Regions from separate parts of the Mus musculus genome. Here all the other regions are linked to region 1. A link is a contact called in public HiChIP or PLAC-seq and promoter capture Hi-C data. All regions are on one chromosome and are shown on one strand. The core of a region is the stretch at or near the end of the contact, and the rest is flanking DNA. Distances in the headings are between cores, read along the strand shown. Region 1 holds the start of Shroom1 (shroom family member 1). Region 2 holds the start of 9530068E07Rik (RIKEN cDNA 9530068E07 gene). Region 3 has its middle 22 kb from the start of 9530068E07Rik.

Region 1 (5,097 bases), core at 1,299-3,798:
ATGTTGCTTTTGCAGAGGACCTAAGTAGGACTCCCATCACCAACATGGTAGCTCCAGTCCTAGGGGAATCCAACACCCTCTTCTGATCTCTGAGGGCACACAGTGCATGTCATGGTGTACACACACACACAAAACATTCCTACACATAAGACAAATAAAAAGTTTAATAATATAAAAGAATATTCTGTTGCTGGGCAGGGGTGGTACATACCTTTAATCTCAACACTCCGAGGTAGAGGCAGGTAGATCTTTGTGAGTTTGGGGCCAGCCTGGTCTACAAAGTAAGTTTCAGGACAGCCAAGGCTACACAGAGAAACCTTGTCTCAGGGGGAGGAAAGTGTTCTGACTCCACCTGCCACTGTGCTCTCTGTTGTCCTTCTTCCCAAAGCCTGTGAGTACCCATTCATAGGCACTGACAGACAAAACTCCATCCGGGAGTCTGGGCTGCCAGGTCCTGGGCCTAGAGAGCCTGAGGTCTCTATTTTCCGAGGTCTTCTAGGGATAGAGGAGACAGCCAAGGAGCCTGACTCCTGAGACACCTCCCACCCCACCCCGTTCCACTTTTCTTCTGTGAAAAGGAGAAGCCGACCCCAAGACCTAGAAGCTGGCCTACCAATGCCAGTTAGATGTTGGTGCTGCCAGGAGCTGAACTGACATTCACAGGAGGCCTCACAAACCACTGCACAAGGCACACACGGAACATTCTGTACCAGTGAGGATCAGGACACAACCAGGACTGTCATCAGATCGGACACACACAAAACATAAACACAGTCCACAGAATGGGCAAATGATTCCATCTGGGATACTGAGTGACTTTTCTCAAACCGTTGCTTTTGCAACTAGTTTCTCTCTCCCTCTCACCAACCCCCTCCCTCTGCCTGTCTCTGTCTCTGTCTCTGTCTCTGACTCTGTCTCTGTCTCTGTCTCTGTCTCTGTCTCTTTCATTTGTATATGGTAGACTGGAGAGACAACTGAATGGTTAGGAACACTTGCTATCCCAATAGAGGATCTAGGTTTGGTTCCCAGCTTCCATGTGGCAGCTGTCTGAAACTCTAGATTCAGGCCAGCCTAGGCTATGTAAGGAGACTTACATAAAAATGAGAATCTAGATGTCTCTCCTCTTCTGTGGCTCTGTGCTTTCTGAGACTTGGGCAAGTTCTCCAGAGTCCTCAAATGGACAGACTTTTACAGAGTTGGAGTCACAGAGCTTGCTGACCATGAGACGAATGGGCAGTGGGGCAGTGGGCAAAGTGCTTGCCACTCAAACATGAGGAGCTGAGCTTGGGTCTGCAGTAGCTAAGGGAAAAGCTAGGTGCCACAGCTTACATTGTTACCCAGTGCAGGGGACATGTGGTGTGTGTGTGTGTGTGTGTGTGTGTGTGTGTGTGTGTGTGTGTGTGTGTGTAGGCAGACTCATGGAGTTGGCTGGCCAGCTAGTCTAGCCAAATTGATGACTTCTGTGTGAGACCTTGTTTCAAAAAATAAGGTGTAGAAATGATAGAATAAAATACCCAATAGTATCTGGGCAGTGTTGGCGCACACCTTTGATCCCAACACTTGGGAGGCAGAGACAGGCGGATTTCTGAGTTTGAGGCCAGCCTGGTCTACAAAGTAAGTTCCAGGATAGCCAGGGCTATACAGAGAAACCCTGTCTTGAAAAATCAAAAACGGAAAAAAAAAAAAAAAAGAAAAAGAAAAGAAAAGACCCAATCTCGAGAGGTACACATGCATACACCACACACACAGAGAATGAGGACCAGGTGGCACCGGTCATCTGAGCTGAAAAAAAGACTCCAGCACTCAGGATGTACAGACGGGAGTTTAGGAGTTCAAAGTCTTTACCAAAAGGTGAAGACCCCACTCCTAGTAGCAGATTCGAGCACATAAGTTCAGGGCTCCGTTCGGTGTGGGTCTGGTGGAGGGAGCTATGGGAAGCGAGGAGACAAAGACAGGAGAGGAGAGCCTGTGGAAAGAGTCCAGTAGGTGGCATGGTTTTGGAAATGTGGGTCTGAAGAGCAGAGTTGATCAGGTAGCCAGCCATCTAAAGCACACTCAGAGGGAGAGAGAGCATGAGGCAGGAACTCCAGGCACATCTGTTTTCATCGTGGAGTTTAAGAGAACCGGCCGGGAGAGATGGTCCAGTGGATAAATGTTCATGTCACCAAACCAGATCTTCACAGTTGGAATCTAGTACTCCACAGGGTGGAAGAAAAGTACCGACTTCTCCACAAGGGAGCTTCCCCCATTACTTACTTCCCAAATTATTAAGTAAATAAATAAATGTAATTTTTTTAAAGGTTAAAAGAAGAAGAAGAAAGGAAGGTGAGCCTTTGTTGCCTCCGGGAGGGTTTGACCTCCGCACTGAGGAGCCTGCTGGTCCATAAGTCTTGCCTGCGGATCCGGCAGTGCTTGGAGGATTTCGATCGCCCTCCGGCTCGAGTTCTCTGCGGTGGTTAGAGGTCCAGGGCCGGGGACTAGGGCCACGTACAGAATCGCAAGAGGAAGGGGCGCGGCTCCCGCAGCCCTGCCGCCACTCCAGACTCCGGCCCCTCCTCGGCCGGAGGTGGCGCCTCCCCTGCTGCGGCCGGAGACTGGAGGTGGCGTCGGGAGCTGGAGCCCAGGGCTCGGATGTCACTGAGGGATCGCCGGCGCCCTGAAGTGCGTCTCGGGCTGGAGCCACAGGTACGCAGCGGGACCGGGTGAGGGGACACACAGCGCGTGGTCCACAGATCTGCTTCCCAAAAGGGAGACAAGGACGGGAGGGTCGGGGCGGCGACAGCGGTGGCCGCGAAGCAGCCTGACTGACCGTCATTCTGTCTGGACCTTCCGACCCGGAGTCCAGACCGGCCGCGCCAGTGGAATCGGGCCCCTGCGCACCTTTACTCTCGGCCAGGCCTGGCAGGGGACAGAGCTGTCCAGGTGGCCCAGCTGTTGCAGGGACGCAATGTACACAGTGGCGTCCGTCTCAGGACCCTCTGTTCTTGAGCTTCGATTGCTGGAGAATCCGGGTCCCTCCCAATCCCCCGATCTTCCCGGACCGTGAACCCCACTGAAAAGGCCTAGAAATGCACTGATCAGAGGCCACCCGCTCTCCTAGTGTTCCAAGCGCCTCTTTCCTCACCTCTTTGTGTGGTTCTGCTGCCCCTTGTGGTCCCCAGGGCTTAGCTTTTGCCCTGGGGTATGTGCTGTACCCATGGCAGTGACCATCTTTACCTAGGTGTCATTCACCCTCTGCTTTTTCTACACCTCCTGGAACCTGCGTCTCACAGAGTCTGCCCAAGACCAGCAGAGACTGTATAACCAGCTACTATGTTGTAAAATAGATGTCTCACAGGGGTGCAATGTCACCCATAGCTTTGGAGACTAGAAAAGAGAACCAAGGAGTTTGCCTGAAAGCTCACCCATCAGACCTAGCCTGGAATGCTAGGATTTAAGATCTGAGCATTGAACCCTGAACCTCTGACTCTAAGGAGAGTCAGGGAGTGCAGTTAACAGCCCTCCAGGTACTGAGGGAAGGCTGGAGGCAAGGAAAGGCCTGCACAGGTCCTCACAGGAAGACAGATGGGAGGTGGCCCTTGAGAGGACTGTTTCATTCCCGATTAGCTCGGAGCTTGACTTTTCTCCAGTGCCTCTCCTGTTCCCTGACCTGGACTTACATGTGTTGCCTTGGTCTGGTTTTGCCCACTGAAAATTGTCTTTATCAAATTTCCCAACAAACCTTGCCTGAAGTCCCACGTCTGGTTGCTTGCCTGGGTCCACCTTCACTCGAGATTCAGCCCCCAGTGCCAGCTTCATCCTTCAGGTCTGGTGTTTCCACCCTCAAGAGCCCTAGTTCTGAGCCCCGAGCCCCCTTATTCCTTTGTCAGGTAACAAGTACCTTCCTCCACAGCCAGGATCCCAGCCTATTTTTCTAGCAGACTCTACTGCAATCCCCGCTCCGGGGACAAATGTCAAAATTCTGTGTTGTTTGTCCTGAGGCTCCAAGGCCCTGGTGGCACAGCAAGCCCTACAAAGGGCACAATATGGGAATCCTGCATGGACAGAGACCCCATGTAATAGCACCCCTTAGATAAGTTAGGGGCAATAAGAAAACAGATATATGTACGTGTTTAATGGCTCATTATAAATTGGCGTTTTCATTAATGACTTTAATGTGTGTGTGTGTTAGTATAAGCATGAGTGTCACAGCGTGTTATGGACATCAGAGGGGAACTTTCAGGAGTCCATTGTCACCTTCCACATGGTGAATGTCTTAGTTAGGGTTTTACTGCTGTGAACAGACACCGTGACCAAGGCAACTCTTATAAGGACAACATTTAATTGGGGCTGGGTTACAGGTTCAGAGGTTCTGTCCATTATCACCAAGGCAGGAACATGGCAGCATCCAGGCAGGCATGGTGAAGGAGGAGCTGAGAGTTCTACATCTTCACTTGAAGGCTGCTAGCAGAATACTGACTCCCAGGCAGCTAGGCTGAGGGTCTTATTGCCCACACCCACAGTGACACGCCCACTCCAACAAGGCCACACCTACACCAGCAGGGCCACACCTACTCCAGCAGGGCCATGCCTACTCTTCTGATAGCCACTCCCTGGGCCAAGCATATTCACAATGCGTCAAGGTCTCTCTTGTTTCCGCTGCTAGGAAGTATATTTGAGGTATCTGGTCCTCAAGCTTCCAGCTGACTCTCTTGTTTCTACCTCCCATCTCACTGTAGGTAGGCTGAGATTACTGATGTGACGACAGCATCTGACTTTTGAAAAGCATGTATTCTATTTTATGTCAATCACATACAATAGCCTTCGGAGGGTGTTGGATCATTTGGAACTAGAGTCGCACGCAGTTGGTTATGAGCTGTGTGGATGCTGGGAACCAAAGTTAGGTGCATGGTAAGAGTAGTCAGTGCTCTTAACTGCTGGGCCATCGTAGGTCCAGCCCCTGAATCTGACTTCGTATATGGATCCTGGAGATCATACTCAAGTTGTCGGGCCTGTGCAGTGGACAGCCCTGCCCAGTGAGTCACCTTTCTGTCTCTTAAGCTGTTTTTGCTTTTAAGGTTTATTTTTATGTTTTTTAAAAAAATTTTTATGTGTATG
Region 2 (5,097 bases), core at 1,751-4,250, 1.1 Mb before region 1:
GATGAGACATATACACAGACATGAAAAATAATCTGAAAAATGGACTCAGCTGATCCATCACTGAGGACAGAAGAACAAAGTAGATTAGGGAGGATGATAGAGGGTGTTGCAGAAGCCGATCAATTGAAAACCATCTCCAAAGAGGCAGAAGCTGGAATTGAGATTAGTCTTTGTAATGGTTTGTATAGGCTCAGCCCAGGGAGTGGCACTATTGGAAGGTGTGGCCCTGTTGGAGTAGGTGTGGCCTTGTTGGAGTAGGTGTGTCACTGTGGGTGTGGGCTTTAAGACCCTCATCCTAGGTGCCTGGAAGCCAGTATTCTGCTAACAGCTTTCAGATGAAGATGTAGAACTCTCAGCAACTCCTGCACCATGCCTGCCTGGATGCTGCTTTGATGATAATGGACTAAACATCTGAACCTATAAGCCAGCACCAATTAAATGTTGTCCTTATAAAAGTTGCCTTGGTTCGAAACACACACACACACACACACACACACACACACACACACACACACACACACACAAAGAGTGGCCTTGGTCATGGTGTCTGTTCAAAGCAGTAAAACCCTAACTAAAATAGTCTCTAAACACTGGTATTTTCTAGACTGGCAGAAAGCAAAGCTTTGGGGTGCTTGGAGGGACTGTACCTCTGCTAATCTGGAAGGTTTGGGCACCATTCCATGTACATGGGCTTTATGGCAGACTGTGAAATGAGGTAGATGAATGGCTTCTTGGTTTGTTTAACAGAATCTGTGTGCTTTTAAGATGTCTTGGGGTCAGAGAAATTGGCTTTGGGAAAACACAAGCTGTTTCTGGGGAGGGAATTGCAGAGACAGCAGTGAAGCTGTTGGGGGCACAATAAATGCCAACTGCTCATTTTACTGAAAATTAGTGAAATGAACATATATGAATTGAAATCTATAAGAAACATTCACACAACATACTCACAGATGGAAACTGTACCAAGGCTCTAGGCAAACTTTCTAAATTCACACTTCTCTTCTTTCTTTTTCTTTCTTTCTTTCTTTCTTTCTTTCTTTCTTTCTTTCTTTCTTTCTTTTTTCCTGTGTGTGTGGGCAGGGAAAGGGGGAGAAAGCATTTCTCTGTGTACCCCTGGCTGTCCTGGCACTCACTTTGTAGACCAGGCTGCCCTTGAACTCAGATATCCACCTGCCTCTGCCTCCCAAGGTTTATATTTTAGTGTTTCATCAAATATTTAACACTTCTCCGTAGTTAAGGGTGCATCAATAAACAAAGTAAGGTCAAGTTGGCCTTGGCAGGCTTGCTTTTGTGTGTGGGGCGCTGTAAGAGAGGATAATATTTAACCGGATGATAGTGTTATAAAAGAAAAGCAAGGAAATTGGCTAGAAAGTCAGAAGGAGACACTGGCATTGAGAATAGGTTCAAATGTTCCAAAGACATACGTCTATCACTTTTTACATTTTGTAAAACAAACCTCTCAGTATACAAAAATATAACCCAGCAAGTGGGAGGTGAAGGTGAAGGAGTTCAAGGTTATCCACTGGGTAGAAAGGGATTTTGAATGCCGGTGCCTGGCAAACACAGAAGTGGATGCTCACAGTCAGCTATTGGATGGAACACAGGGCCCCCAAAGGAAGAGCTAGAGAAAGTACCCAAGGAGCTAAAGGGGTCTGCAACCCTATAGGTAGAACAACAATATGAACTAACCAGTACCCCCGGAGCTTGTGTCTCTAGCTGCATATGTAGCATAAGATGGCCTAGTCGGCTCGGCCATCATTGGGAAGAGAGGCCCCTTGGTCTTGCAAACTTTATATGCCTCAGTACAGGGGAACGCCAGGGCCAAGAAGTGGGAGTGGGTGGGTAGGGGAGTGGGGGGGGATATGGGGGACTTTTGGGATAGCATTTGAAATGTAAATGAAGAAAATACCTAATTAAAAAATAAAATTAAAAAAAAAAGGAATTTTGAGGCCAGCCTGGGCCACTTGAGATCTTGTTTCAAAACCAAAACCAAAAGGGTGCTGGAGAAATTATTCAACAGTTTAGAGCAATTGTGCTTGTAGAGGACCAGGGTGTGGTTCCCAGGAGCCACATGGGGTGGCTCATAATCACAGCAACCTCCAGCTCCAGGGGAGTAGACGCCCTCTTCTGGCACTGGAGGGCATTTGAACTTACACACAATTTTACTCTTTCTTTATTGTTTCTTTAATGCTTATTTTATCATTATTATTTTTTGAGACAGGGTTTCTCTGTGTAGCCCTGGCTGTTCTATAATCGCTTTGTAGACCAGGCTGGACTCGAATTCACTTAGATTTACCTGCTTCTGCGTCCTGAGTGCTGAAACTAAAGATATGCACTATCACACCTGGCTAGTTTTAATTCAGAAATGATTGCTTGCATATATGTTTGTGTACCCCATATGCCTAATGCCTGTGGAGATCAAAAGAGGTCTTATAGTCAGATCCCCTGGAACTGGAGTTAGAGGTGGCTGTGAGCTGTTTAATCTGAGTGCTGGGAACCAAACCCAGTCCTTTGCAAGAGTAGCAAATGCTCTCAACAGCTGAACATTCTCTCCAGCTCCATATATATATATATAATCTTTCTTAAGTGTATTAAACTTGTGTGTAGTTGTTTTACTTATGAGTTTCTGCATCAGTTATACGTCTAGTGTTTGAGGATGCCTAAAGAGGGCACCGTATACCCTGGGACAGATGGGTGTGAGTCCTCACATACAGGGGTGCTTGGAATCGAACCCAGGAGCTCTGGGGGAATCAGCCAGTGCTCTTAAGCGATGACCCCTGAAATACATCTCAAAGATGACAACGATAAACCACAGAGCAAAACAAAAAACCACCAGTTGAAAATAAATCCGTCCCATTCGCCTTTTTTTTTTTTTTTTTTTTTAAGCACCCTTTTCTACACTCCCACGCTAACCTTTCGGGTTCAGAGATGCAACGTCATCACGCCGGGACGTAGCTGCTTCGGGAGTGCGCTTCGGACGCGTATCTGACGTCACCTCGCAGAACCTAGCAACAGCGCAGGCTCGGGGGCCGAGTCCGTTATGGCCGCCTCCGCCCTGGGCAGAATGTGCGGGGCTGCACGAGAGAAGCTGTCTCCCGGGCCGGGCGCCCGGGGCCTCGGGGCTCTGGCGCGATCTCTGGTGCTGGCGTTGCTGCTCGTGCCCGTCCTGTGCTCTGGTAATGAACGCAGGGAGACGGCGAGGGACCGGGTCGGGCCCGACGGGGACGGAGCGCCGCCGACTCACGGTGGTTCCCACCGGCCGAGTTCCCGCGCCCAGGGCTGGGCCCGAGTTGGGAAGCGCTCCCAGTGCGGTCTCCCCAGGCCTGAGAAGTGGGGTTGTGAGATTCAGAGACCCGAGTAGGTGGGCGGGGACGGGAAGTCCCCGTGTCGTGGACGGAGTCTCTGAGAATACACTCCCTGGAGGAAGGGCGCTCGGTGTGGAGGGGGGAGGTCCCCAAAATGGGGAGTACAGAGATCTCGCAGACTGGATAGGAAACAGGCCGAAGAGATAGTCGGAGTTGGGGAGAGTGATGTTAAGAGAGATGCTTGAGGTTAGAGGGACAAGCAAGGCTAGGCAAGTTTTTGTTTTGTTTTCCCCTTCGAAATGGTGAGGTCAGAGATAAAGATAGGGACAGCGACCCAGTGTTGGGACTGAATTGATTGACTGTTCCAGAGTGGAAGAGGGGAGGAGCTGTTTGTGGATTCCATCTCTGAGGTCTGAGAAGTTCTGGGGCTTTTGGTGTAGAGGCAGAGTCCGGGGACGCTGACCGGCTGAGGGCCTTGGAGGAGGAGTAGAGTTTAGAAACAAAGGGAGAGAGCGTGTCTGCGGCAGATGCCCTTCCTTGAGCTGAGGTTTTACCGAACGCCCTCTCGCCTCATTTGAGAAAAACTTTCTTTTCTTGCAGATGCTATAGCATAAATCAGGATATTAAAGCCGTTCTTGAAAGTGAAATCTGTAAACCGAGGCAGAGATTTAGCAGGAGAAACTGAGCATTGTTGAGTAGTCATATTTTTCTTTCTGTCCAGCGTGCAATCATTTTCTCCCCAAGTCTTTATTGATTTTTTTTTTCAGATGAAAACTTAATGTGAACTGGGGCTGACTTCCTTCTTTGCCCAGGGAGACTCTCCAGCCAATCACCCGTCCCTTTATTACAGTGCTGGGTTGCATACATAGTTTCCTTCCTCAGCAGCACTGAAAGCAGGCAGCTGACTGCCCTAACTGGAGGGTTTTGGAGTCTGTGGGAGGAAAGACTAGGTTTTCCAAGGCTCTTATATCTTGGGTAGAATGTAATGAGGATTTCCCTGGTGGATGCAGACATAATTTTGATCTTTAATCATCTAGAGCAACAGTCTGTAACTGCATCTTTAGGAGTAATCTGACACCTGTGGCTTCTTTGGGTACTGCACCTAAGTTTGTGTCTCACACACACACACACACACACACACACACACATTCTCTCTCTTTCTCTCTAAATGTTACCTTTATTTATTTATTTGAGACACGGTTTCTCTGTGTAGCCCTGCCTGTCTTGGAACTCACTCTGTAGACAAGGCTGGCCTGGAACTCAGAAATCCACCTGCCTCCGCCTCCCAAGTGCTGAGATTAAAGGCGTGCGCCACCACTGCCCGGCTGAATGTTACCTTTAAACTAGAGGTAGTACCAGTTAGGCAAGGGGTCTGAGCAGTCTCATTGATAGATACCTTTGTGGATGAAGCTTGGCCATGAAGTCCATTAAGCACAAGCAGTCTGACATCAGCTGTTCTGAGTTCTCTTTCCATCCAGCTGGGTCAGCATCGCGTCTGTTGTTTCATGTAAAGTCCTAGCTTATTTCCCTGTGCTGGACTTGTGTGTTCCTTCTAATTTTTTTTTTTTGACTTCCTTGGTGCTGGGTGTGGGCATTCATCAATGAAGAGGGATTCTGCCCAGCTGGGTCTCAGGGCCGAGCCCTTGAGGAAGTACAGTAGGTGCTGAGATGCTCTCTGGGGTGCAGTGCGCATCGCGATGGGATGAGGTTGGGTTGAGTGCATTTACTGCTCATTCACTCAATGTTGTGACTTTTTAAGTAGACAGTATGGGTCATTAGGAGATTAGGAAGT
Region 3 (5,097 bases), core at 1,766-4,265, 1.0 Mb before region 1:
TTCAACCCATATACAGTTACCAAACCCAGATACTACTGTGAATGCCAAGAAGTGCATGTTGACAGGAGCCTGATATGGCTGTCTCCCGAGAGGTCCTGCCAGAGCCTTATGAATACAGAGGCAGATGCTTGCAGCCAACCATTGGACTGAGCGTGGGGTCCCCAATAGAGGAGTTAGAGAAAGGACTGAAAGAGTTGAAGGGGTTTGCCACTCCATAGGAAGAACAACAATATCAACCAACCAGATTTCCCAGAACCCCCAGGGACTAAGCCATCAACAAAGGAGTACACATGGCTCCAGCTGCATATGTAACAGAGGATGGCCTTGTCATACATCAGTGGGAGGAGAGGTCTTTGACCCTATGAAAGCTCGATAGATGCCCCAGTGTAGGGGAATCAAGGGGCAGGGAGGTGGGAGTGGGTGGGTGTGTGGAGGAACACCCTCATAGAAGCAGGGGGAGGGAGGAAGGGATAGGATATTTCCAGGAGGAGGGGAAACTGGGAAAGGGGATAACATTTGAAATGTAAATAAAGAAAATATCCAATAAAAAAAATGGATCTGGGAAGATGCTCAGTGGTTAAGAGCACTGCCCACTCTTCCTGGGGGCTCAGGTTCCAATCTCAGCACCCACAGGGATGCTCACAAGCTTCTGTAACTCCAGTTTCAGGGGATCCAACACCCTCTTCTGGCTCCCGTGGCCACCAGCATGCCTGTGGTGCAGTCATACACTCAGGCAAACACTTGCACACATAAAAAAGTAAGTTAAAACATCTTTCAAAAAGGTTTACAAGGTTTGTGGCATATGCCTGTAATCCTAGTCTGTGGGAAGCTGAGGCTGGAGGATTAAGAGTTGAAGGCTATCTCGGGCCACATAGTAAAATGCTGTCTCAATTATAACAAGACGAGTTTCGGGCTGGCGAGATGGCTCAGTGATTAAGAGCACTGACTGCTCTTCCAGAGGTCCTGAGTTCAATTCAACTTACAGCAATCCTCCTGTCTCAGTATGCCACGTGCTGGGATTTATAGATGCCAGTCACCTTGAGCAGCTCTTTCAGCTTCTCAGTCATGGCGTTGTCTTCAGTTTCCTGAGTCTCGATGAATGTGATCGTGCAAGGGTCCCTTGCCTGGGATAAGTTGCTTTTCTTTGCTTCTTCATGGTCCTTGTGTTGTCACAGTTTGGGTCTCGTACACTGTGGCAGTGAGGGCCTCCCGGGGCCATCCTGCTTGGAGTTTGGTGAGCTGCTGCTGCTTTGTGGGTTCATGGTTTAATTTTCCTTCTGTTGCTGCTTTTCAGAACGGGTCTCTCTGTGTAGCCCTGGCTGTTCTGAAACTTGCTATGCAGACAGGCTGAACTCAAACGCACAGAGATTTTCCTGCTGCAGATGGTTCTTTATGTTCGTAGGCCAGTTTTTAGTCAACCTTCAAATGTTCCCTTTCTCCTTTTTGCCTTTCTAGTGCTGGGTTTCCTTAATACCTATATTGGGGTGCTTATTGGTGCCCCACATGGGTCCTGTAGGCTCTGTTCATTTTGTTTTTATTTATACTTTTTCTTTTTTGGTTTGATTTTTTGAGACTGAGTTTCTCTGTGTAGCTCTGGCTTTCCTGTTACTGGATCTGGCCTCAAACTCACAGAGATCCACCTGCCTCTGCCTTCCAAGTGCTGGGATTAAAGGTGTGTGTCATGACCTCCTGGCTTACTTGTTATTTTTATTATTGTTGTTGTCCTTCTTATTATTATTAAATTTGTTTGTTGCTGGGCAGTGATGGGCTAGCCTGGTCTACAGAGCAAGTTTCAGGTCGGCCAGGGCTACACAGAGAAGCCCTGTCTCAACAAACAAACAAACAAACAAACAAACAAACAAACAAAAATTGTGTTGATTTGTATGTGTGTATATATGTATGCATGCACATAGTGTGTGTGTGTGTGTGTGTGTGTGTGTGTGTGTGTGAATGCTGCACATGTGGAGATCAGAGGCAGCTCTGTGGAGTTGGTTTTTCTCTTCCACTTCTATGTGAGTTTCAAGGACCAAACTCGGGTTCCTAGGCTTGCATGGGAAGCACCTTTAACTGTGAGCCACTGCATTGGCCCCTATTTTATAATTGTTTAGGCAGAAGGGCCACACTCCATCACAGAGATCTCTCTCCTTCTCTTTCCACTTCCTCCCTTCTCGTCATCTCCCTTCCCTTTCTTCTGTTGAAGGAGGTACCCCAGACTGGCTTTCATGTAGTCAAAGTCATCTTTGAACTTCTGACTCTCCTGCCTCTGTCTTTACCTGCCGAGTGCTGACATTACAGGCACATGCTACCCGGCCTGGTTTATGCGGTGCTGGGGATCGAACCCAAGGCTCTGTGCATAGGAGGCAAATGCTCTACCAACTATGCTACATCCCCGGCTTCCCACCAACCCCTTTTTGCTGGTTGTTTCTTGATAAAACGAACCATGTGGTTGGAATTGACAGGCCTGAGGCAGAGCTAGCTGCTCTCCCTGGTTCCTTGGCTCAGTCAGGCTACCATTGATCCACCTGAACCATTGATCCATTGAACCTCATTAGGCTGCCTGGAGCCTGTGAGTGAGCTCTTGCGGTCATACTCCAAGCAAAGGCAGTTCTCCCCCATGACCTTTGGCAGCAAGATTATTGGGTCCCCGAAGTCATTGACCTTATTGTTGACTGTCAGTTTGTCTCTCCTTATATACCTAAGTCTGTCTGTTTACAGTGAGGAAGGCGAGGCTATCCTGCCGCTTGGCTGAGGGTGGACGGGAACACAGCCTTTTCTAAGGCCTTCTGGGATGCTTTATTTCTGAGTGTCTTTAACACATAAACCAGGCTCTTGGCTTTGGGCCTGCAGGCAGAGAGCCGTGTATCAACAGTGTTCCAGAAGAAGGGGCCCACAGGGATGTCTTTGAGCTTGTTAGGGAGGTGGCTCGGCCAAGCCAAACACCAGCATAGTGCCTGGCACTGAGACACACTGTACCTACAGTGTAAGGGAAGTTTGGCATCTCCTCCAGCCCCGGGAACCATAGGCAGCGCATTAATGCCTCAGACACTTAATCATCGCACACACTGAGCCCTGCCCTGGGCTGAGCTGCAGATACAGGGCAAGAGTGAGAGCAGAGTCTTCAAGACCTAGCACTTAAGCTGACCACTGGTCACATCTTAGCTCTGAAGGAAGTCAGGAAAAGCCTCACAGTGGACCCCTTTTCTCTTTTTTAGTTTTCTATTTTGTGTGCATTGGTGTTTGGCCTGCATGTATGGGTGTGTGAGGGTGTAGGACCCCTGCAACCGGAGCTACAAACAGTTGTGAGCCACCATGTAAGTGCTGGGAGTTGAACCTAGGTCCTCCAGAAGAGCAGCCAGTGCTCTTAACCTCTGAGACATTTCTCCAGCCCCTCCTTTTCTATCTTTGAAGAACATAAGGACCGAGTTGGAAAGGGGCCGCTGCCTTGAGGGGGCCCTGGTTAGCATCACCTGTTTCTCCCAACTCTGAAAATAGTCTCTGTTAGCTCAGACCTAAGCTGGGCACTGGTGGCACAGGCAGAGAGACAGGTGAAGCTCTGAGTTCAAGGCCAGCCTGGTCTATTGAGGGAGGTCTAGGACAGCCAGAACTACACAGAGAAATCCTGTTTCAAAAAACAAAACAATCCAAAAACAAAAACAAAACAAAAAAAAAAACAAAAAAACCCCAAAACTCCAGAACAAAACGAAAAAGCCTGACCTAGCTGTGTCTCCATAGCTGAAAAGAAGAAGGAGAAGCTTGGAGCGTTGGAGACTGGTTCTCTCCCTCCTCTTCCAGAAGAGCAGCTGTGTGAGCTCGAGGGGGTGGAGCCTGCTGGAGCACTGGGTGTGGTCCTTTAGATCACACCTCTGGGTTGCTCAGGGCCCCGCCCACCCTCTCTTCACAGCCTCTCAGCATCTTCAAAATCACCCAGTCTATCTCTGGGTTTCTTTCTTTTTTTTTTTTTTTTTCTGTAAGATTTATTTCTTAATTATACATCTCCCCCACATGTAAGGATGCACGTTTACATGAATGCAGGCATGAGAAGACATTGGATCCCCTAGGGCTGGCATTGCACATGAGCCACCTGGCTTGGGCCCTGGGAACCACACTCGGATCTTCTGCCGGAGCAGTACATGCCTCTAACCACTGAGCCATCTAGACCCCAGTGGGTAGGTTTCTAAGAAGTAGAAAGGGGTAGCTCTCTTTTTTTTTTGTGTCCTGAGCCCACTCACACTGGGACAGGAAATGGCATCGGGCCTGTGGTTCTTGTGCCTTTCTTTTCTCTGAAATTTCAGTTTCTGTTGAAGGGGGCAGGGGTCTCTGAGCAGTCCTTTGCCTCAGGCTCCAGGAAACTGCTAGGTTTGCAGAAACACGTGCTTGGCTTCTTCACTGTACCTTGTACGTACACCCCTGCCTTTCTTCCCTGGTCATGGTCTTTGAGCCCTTTGACTCTGGTATAAAAAAGGAAAAGCAGGCAGAGCTGTCATCTCAGAGTTGTTTTGGCCACAGCGGTGGATAAACCGTCAGTGTGGAACACACCTTGGTCATCCCTTGCCCGGCTGCCCATCCTTGCTCTCCGTGTCTCCTGCTGTGTCACCCAGCCCTCTCCATCACTAGGGGCAGGATGGTGTTAATATACACAGTGCCGTCCATGGGTGGGCTTAGATTTATCAGAAAACAGCTATTTATTTCTAGGGAGAAAGTATCTGTAAAAGGATAACCAGGATTATTGAAGATGACAGGGGCTCATGCATTAAAATTAAAGAAAAAAATCAGGTCTGGAGATTTCATCCCCAAAGCCTCTAAGTACAAATATCTGGACCTGGTGGAGTGTTGTGATTTCAGGATAGAACGGGTAACTGAACAGAGAGACCAGCATTGGCTCTACGAAGACAGAGAAAACTTTACCCAGAGTTCCAAGAGGCCGTGACCCGGGTGACGGCTGTAAGGCAAACTTCTCTCAGCACAGTGGGCATGGGTGCTGGCTTTGGAGAAGAACAGTGTTTTATTCATTGGCTTGGTGCATAAATCAAGGGAGCTGTTTGATATTGCCCACTAAAGCTCACCGGAAGGAAAAGAATCTGAGACTTCAGAGGGGGT

The links. Promoter capture Hi-C pulls out the DNA fragments that hold promoters and counts their contacts. HiChIP or PLAC-seq counts read pairs in DNA pulled down with a chosen protein or histone mark.
Region 2: an H3K4me3 HiChIP or PLAC-seq map of embryonic forebrain shows a contact between it and region 1, with 7 times the contacts expected there. The contact joins the promoter of 9530068E07Rik here to the promoter of Shroom1 in region 1. A contact is called at or near these places in 15 of 39 promoter capture datasets (the 3T3-L1 cell line, the C10 cell line, the HPC-7 cell line and 10 more) and 5 of 115 datasets of contacts at active chromatin or transcription factors (cardiomyocytes, embryonic forebrain, embryonic limb bud and 2 more).
Region 3: a promoter capture Hi-C map of hippocampal neurons shows a contact between it and region 1, with 20 times the contacts expected there. The contact joins the enhancer-like site here to the promoter of Shroom1 in region 1. A contact is called at or near these places in 17 of 39 promoter capture datasets (the 3T3-L1 cell line, 3T3-L1-derived adipocytes, the C10 cell line and 12 more), 18 of 484 Hi-C or Micro-C datasets (the N1E-115 cell line, cardiomyocytes, cerebellum and 9 more) and 5 of 115 datasets of contacts at active chromatin or transcription factors (the NIH/3T3 cell line, astrocytes, embryonic forebrain and 2 more).

What each region holds. Positions count from the first base shown.
Region 1 is chr11:53,454,657-53,459,753 of GRCm38.p6, forward strand. It overlaps Shroom1 (shroom family member 1), which reads left to right and starts at 2,549. Exons shown (of 8, transcript NM_027917.3): 1 at 2,549-2,685. Gm30585 (a long non-coding RNA gene) reads right to left here and starts at 133. Exons shown (of 2, transcript XR_879843.1): 1 at 1-133.
Region 2 is chr11:52,393,428-52,398,524 of GRCm38.p6, forward strand. 9530068E07Rik (RIKEN cDNA 9530068E07 gene) reads left to right here and starts at 3,001. Exons shown (of 3, transcript NM_153117.2): 1 at 3,001-3,176. The coding sequence starts at 3,041.
Region 3 is chr11:52,415,601-52,420,697 of GRCm38.p6, forward strand. No RefSeq gene overlaps it. Among named protein-coding and RNA genes, the nearest start is that of 9530068E07Rik, 22 kb to the left of the region's middle. Within about 2 kb of position 3,016, at least 22 of the 459 cell types and tissues checked have an H3K27ac peak or open chromatin away from gene starts, as enhancers often do.